2 separate regions of the Anser cygnoides genome follow, and region 1 is linked to region 2. A link is a contact called in public Hi-C data. All regions are on one chromosome and are shown on one strand. The core of a region is the stretch at or near the end of the contact, and the rest is flanking DNA. Distances in the headings are between cores, read along the strand shown. Region 1 holds the start of CHIC1 (cysteine rich hydrophobic domain 1). Region 2 holds the start of SLC16A2 (solute carrier family 16 member 2).

Region 1 (2,700 bases), core at 138-2,637, 200 kb before region 2:
TAATACCGATGCACTGCATCAAACGTATAATTTCTTACAGTGTTCTCAGCTATGATTAAAAGTTATCTTCTTGACTTTCAGATCAGTTAAGAGTAGACATCCCAAATTTAACTGAGAATAAAATAAAAGCCCACACATTATTAGTAACCCTTATAAGTCTTCATTTCAGCGGTTTCAAGACTTTCTTTCCATGGATTATGAATGGTAATCTCAAGTATAGAATGGAAGTTGAGTAGAAAACAATTTAGATTATCAGTTAAAGCATTACTTTCACCTTTTCAACTTGTTTCTAAACAGGACACCTTTTTAACATTTGATCAATGACAGCAAAATACGTTCTGCCCCACACTTACTTTCTCTGTAATTCATCCATAATATTAATCACTAATAAACTCACTTTAACTCACATTACTTTTTTACTCATATTGCTTAATAATATGAGATCAAAATGGAATATATAATTTCATTAAAAAAATTCTACCTCAGTTATAATTTTTTATTTTCCTCAAGCATCAGAATGTGATTTACCTGCAACTCCACCAAAGTTGTGCAGAATGTTGAAGTACAAGTGTGTGGCACAGATAAAACTGTAGCGCATACAATTTTGATTTCAGAATCAGCAAAAATTTTCAAAATAAAATCGGCTGCTTTTTGCTACTGTGTAGAAAGTCCTAAAAAACAGCGAAGAGAATTTATGAGGAAAATTCTTTCCTAAGAATAGCAGACAGGCGCAGAAACCCATTCTTCCCCTCAGTTAGGGGATAGGTGAGCTTCCTTCCTCAGAGAAGCTGTAAGACACAAATTCAGATTTGGCCACACTCTAAACCAAATGCATTACTTTAAAGTACCTACACTAACACACTAAGAAGAAAAAAGAAATTATGTCAGAACCTTACTTCTGATTCCTAGCTTGCCATTCAAGACACCAATACTTTTCTTTAGCTCACTTCTGACTTGCAGTAGGGGACTAATCTAAGTGCTTAAACTTTAAACTTAAATGCTCAAATTTTAAACTTAACAACAATCACCTGCACACAGGTGGGGACATCCCTCCCCTCTCAACCAGTCTGAGATTTTTTTTTTTTTTCCTTTTCCAGCTGTGGAACTCCTCCTAAGGGGCTTTGCTTCCCTCTCAACACAACACCCCCATTTATTCTGGACTCGTTTTTCAAAAAGAATTAAACAAAGAAAAAAAGAGAGAGAGAGAATCGTTTGAAAATGATATTTGAAAACAATATCCTCATCGGAAATCCACTTAAACAACTCCCTCGTTCCGACTCCCCCTCAGCCTCACCTCGCGCCCCTCTGCGAAAAGGCGGGAAGAGCGCGCGCCGCCCAACGGCCGCCACCACACCTGAGGTGCCGGCGTCGGCGCCAGTGCGCCTGCGCGCCCGCCTCTCCCCCTCCCCTCCCTCCCCCCCCCGGAGCAGCACTGCGCATGCGCGCGGCCGGTCCGCGCCGGGGGTGGGCTGGCGATGAGCGTGCTGCTGCCCAACATGGCGGACTTCGACACCATCTACGAGCTGGAGGAGGAGGAGGAGGAGGAAGGGGAGGAAGGGGAGGAGGAGTCCGGGCCCGTGGTGCGCAGCCAGGAGCTGCCCCGGCCCCGCGATGCGCCGGATCCCGTGGCGGTACGGGGCGCCGGGCACATCACCGTGTAAGGAGGGGGGCGGCCTGAGGGGACTGTGAGGGGACAGGGGCGGTGTGAGGGGACAGGGGCGGTGTGAGGGGGCAGGGGGCTGCCTTAGGGGACTGTGAGGGGACAGGGGGGTGTGAGGGGACGGGGCTGCCTGAGGGGACAGGGGCGGTGTGAGGGGACAGGGGCAAGCCTGAGAGGGCAGGGGCCAGCCTCGGGGGACAGGGGGTGAGGAGGAGCCGGGCCCCAGCCATGCACCCCCCTGGCTGTGTGAGGGGGCAGCTGTGAGGGGCCGCTGCCCCCCGGGGTAGCGGACGCCCCCCCCCCCCGTTGGGCCCAGCCGTGGTGATCCTGGGGCTCCCTCCTCTGTTTTCTGTCAGAACCAAGGGAAACGTGCATGGTGCTGGGCCCAGCCCAAAGGTTTGGGCGCTGTTGGACGGATTTTACCGTAACCCTTCTCTGTCACAGCGGAGCCACGGAGTCCCCGTGCTGCACTGCAGAGGAGGCACGTGGCTGTGTTGTAATTTATTGACTCCAAAGTTAGTTTTGAGTTTTGTTGGGTTTAAGCAGTTCTTGTCATTGGGATGTAACGTGAGCTGCAGTGTGTTCTGCTCGCATAAACTGGTGGGACGCAACATGAACAAACTGACATAAACATGCAAAGTCTGCTTGGTTTTTGTTTTGTTTTTCTCACTATTCCTACCCCAATAAGTGGAGGAATTAGTATAACAAAATACAGCCACAACAACTCAGTGGTGGTGATGTACCTTTACATGACAAGGAGGGAGGTATCAGGACTTGTATTGCAGAGATCCATCAAGCTTGTGTTGCTCTGGGTCTGTCTTTAGACTGCATAAAAGAATGCACATTTCTCTCTGTGAATAGGTGCAGTGTGATCTAGCTTTCTGCAGCAAAGCACTAGGTGGGGAAGGCTCTTTCATCCTAAGAGAACTAATGTTGGATTTGGTATGGTGTCTGTCATGTAAGTCTAAATCAGGTTTGCATTGAGCTAGTGCCAGTGGGTAGCTGCTGTGCTGCACCGCAGTGTGCTTGCTTGTGTTGAT
Region 2 (2,930 bases), core at 211-2,710:
GAAGCCCAACGTGGGGCTCGACGCCTGGAAAGCCCTCGGGGCGCTGGCTTCTCACCGTGACAAGCCCCAGCCTCCGGCCTCTGTGTTCCAGCCTCCCTGCCAGGGGGTGACTGCTGCCTTAACGCTGCCCCGAAAATGTTTGTTCCCCCGGGAGGACAGTGTGTCGCCTTTGTCAGGCCAGATGTCACGGCTGTCGCAGCCAGGGCTGAAAGCTACAAAGAAAAGCCTCGCTAATGACGGGCATGTGGGGCCGCGGCTGTGCCAGGCATGACAATGTCCCGGCTGGAGCTGGGTTTTTTGTCTGGGCACCAGAAGCTGCCAGCAATGTTTTGTCTTCGATGCTGGCTCGGAACAGCCCTGCGGCGGGGCTGGAGCCCCCCGACACCGTGCAGCGCCCAGGGAGGTCGCAGCCTGCTGTTAACTCCTGTTCTTTTCCAAGGGCACATCCCTCCGATACGATTCCCGCGGTGTTTTTGTAAGATATTCCCACCCAGCCTCCCTTCCCTGCTGCTTTTTTTTTTGGAGCCACCGACTGCTTTTTATTGGAGCCACCGACCCCTGTGCCCCCCCGGCTCTGTTTGGCGTCCCACCAGGCGATGCTGCCGGCTGGGGCTCGGCACGAGGTGGGCAGGATACGACCCCACGAGGGCCTGCCGAGACCACGGGGGGGGAAAAAATCCCATCGGGATGCCGTGTGCGGTGGGGAAGGGCTCCCCCATTTTCCCTTGGGTTTCAGCTGCACTCTACCGAGGGGGCTGAAAGGGCAAGCCCGGAGCCCCCCCGCCGCGGGGCTGAGACCTGGGAGCTGCGGCTGCGAGCGTCGGCAGGGGGCAGTGGAAGATGCTCCCATCCTGCTGCTGCCGAGTCGGGGATCCGGGGAGGAGACTGCGGCGGAGGAAGGGGAATAAATCTGCAATTCCTCCGGCGGCGGGGTCGGGTGGCGCTGGTGGGGGCGCAATCCCGCCGCGCTGGAGTAAATCGGGGATGTAAATGAGAAATAAAAACCCCTGCGTAAAAACGGCCGGGGGGAGGGGGGCGCACAGCCAAAGAGCCGCCGGCTTTTTGGGGACCCCCCCCTCGAGGCCGCCCCATATCTGCCTGCCCCCTGAGCCGCCTTCACCTGCCGCGCGAGGGGTTCCCCCCCCCCCCCCCCCCCGATCCTTTATTCCTCTCCCACCACCCCAAAAACAAAGCACAACACAACACCCTCCCGGTGCTGCCCCACTTTAGGGGAGGGCTGGGGGCGGCGCTGGCGGGGGCCCGCCCCGGGGCTGTGCCCGCCGCAGGATGCGGTGGCGGCGGCGCTGGGCGATGCGGGGCGGCGGCGGGACCCGGGGCCACCCCTGAGCCCCTCGGGGACCCCGGCCGGGGAGGGCTGGGCGGGTCTTGGGGTGGGCCGGGGGGGAGAAAGGGCCGGGCGGGGGGGGCGCGAGGGGAGGGGGTGGGCGCGCAGGTAGGGGCCGGGGTTGGGGCGATGGAGGAGGAGGAGGAGGATGGAGGCGGCGGAGGAGGGGAGGCGGGGAGGGAGGCTGCGGCAGGAGGGGGCGGGCGGGGGGGCCGGCCGGGGGGGCCGGCGGGCATTTGGGACCGGCTGCGGGGCAGGCGGGCGGCGGGCGGCGGCCGGAGCGCGGCCGCGATGGCGCAGCGACGGGCGGCGGGCAGCGAGGGGGAGCCGGGCACCGGCACCGGGACCGGCACCGGGGACGGGACCGGGACCGGGGACGGGACCGGGACCGGGGACGGGACCGGGAATGGGAACGGGAACGGGGCCGGGAACGGGGCCGGGAGCGGGGCCGCCGCGCCCTTCCAGCCCCCCGAGGGCGGCTTCGGCTGGGTTGTGGTCTTCGCCGCCGCTTGGTGCAACGGCTCCATCTTCGGCATCCACAACTCCTTCGGGATCATCTACACCATGCTGCAGAGCGACCTGGGCGAGGGCGAGAACGACCCCGCGCTGGAGTTTAAAACAGGTACGGGACCCCCTTCCCGACCCCCTTCCCGACCCCCTTCCCGACCCCTTTCCCATCCCGGCCCCCCGGAGCCTCCGCTGGAGGCATTGAACTGTGCTTGCTCCCTGCCCCCGCCATCCCTGCCCTCCTTACTATATTTATCTCTGGCACTGTCATGTGTTTCTAAGCTACTACGTACTCAATTAAAAGTAATTCATCCGAAAAGCGTGCCCGCACCCCGTCCCGCCCGCCCGCCCCGCGTTTTGGCGTGAGGAGCAGGCGGCGTGTGCCGGCCACCCGCTTGTTGGGTTTGCCTCTTGATTCTCGGTGTGGGTTTTCTGGGCTGCCTGCCTGCCCTATCTCTGGGATCGGGGTGGGAGAGCATCTGCCTGGCAGCCACGCTTCCTCGAAGCCACGGCCACCCGGCGTGCGTGGGTCCTGAAGCGCTGCCATGGGGCCTCGTCCCCAAACGGTGCCTTTTGGTGGGACCAAAAACCAGCTCGAGGCTGCGTTGTGTTAACGCTGGGCACGGGGAAGTTTCTCATTTTGATGTCTCTGCTGTTTGAGTGGAGTTGGCAGAGGGACCCCAGCTGCAGGGTGCAGGCCAGGGGCCCCCGAGGGACGCCTGCCTTGTCCCAGGGCTCGGCATCCTCCAGGAGCAGGTCACCTCCGTCCCCGTGGTGTGCACCGTGGCCCAGCTTGCTGGGTAGGAACAAGTGCTTGTGGTTTTGCCATCACTCCGGATGAGGCTAGGGCTATCCAGGGGATGTCAAGGGGCTCAAACTTGAATTTTGGGGACCACCACTGCCCAAGCTGCCCCATGCATTGGTGACCCCAGCCATGGGCACACAAGGAGGAAAGCAATGCTGGGCTGCACCCGAGGATGCAGAATTAACCCCAGGGGTGCAGAATTAACCCTGGGGATGCAGAATTAACCCTGTGGTGCTGTTACCAGAGAGACGATGGGCAGCGGCAGCATGGCAG

Evidence for each region. A called contact is a pair of places that touch in the nucleus more often than the background predicts.
Region 1: a contact with region 2 is called in a Hi-C map of liver, with 1.6 times the contacts expected there. The contact joins the promoter of CHIC1 here to the promoter of SLC16A2 in region 2. A contact is called at or near these places in 2 of 7 Hi-C or Micro-C datasets (both in liver).

Annotation. Positions count from the first base shown.
Region 1 is chr13:5,207,789-5,210,488 of Taihu_goose_T2T_genome, reverse strand. It overlaps CHIC1 (cysteine rich hydrophobic domain 1), which reads left to right and starts at 1,387. Exons shown (of 6, transcript XM_048070551.2): 1 at 1,387-1,657. The coding sequence starts at 1,476.
Region 2 is chr13:5,002,935-5,005,864 of Taihu_goose_T2T_genome, reverse strand. SLC16A2 (solute carrier family 16 member 2) reads left to right here and starts at 1,460. Exons shown (of 6, transcript XM_048070656.2): 1 at 1,460-1,967. The coding sequence starts at 1,475.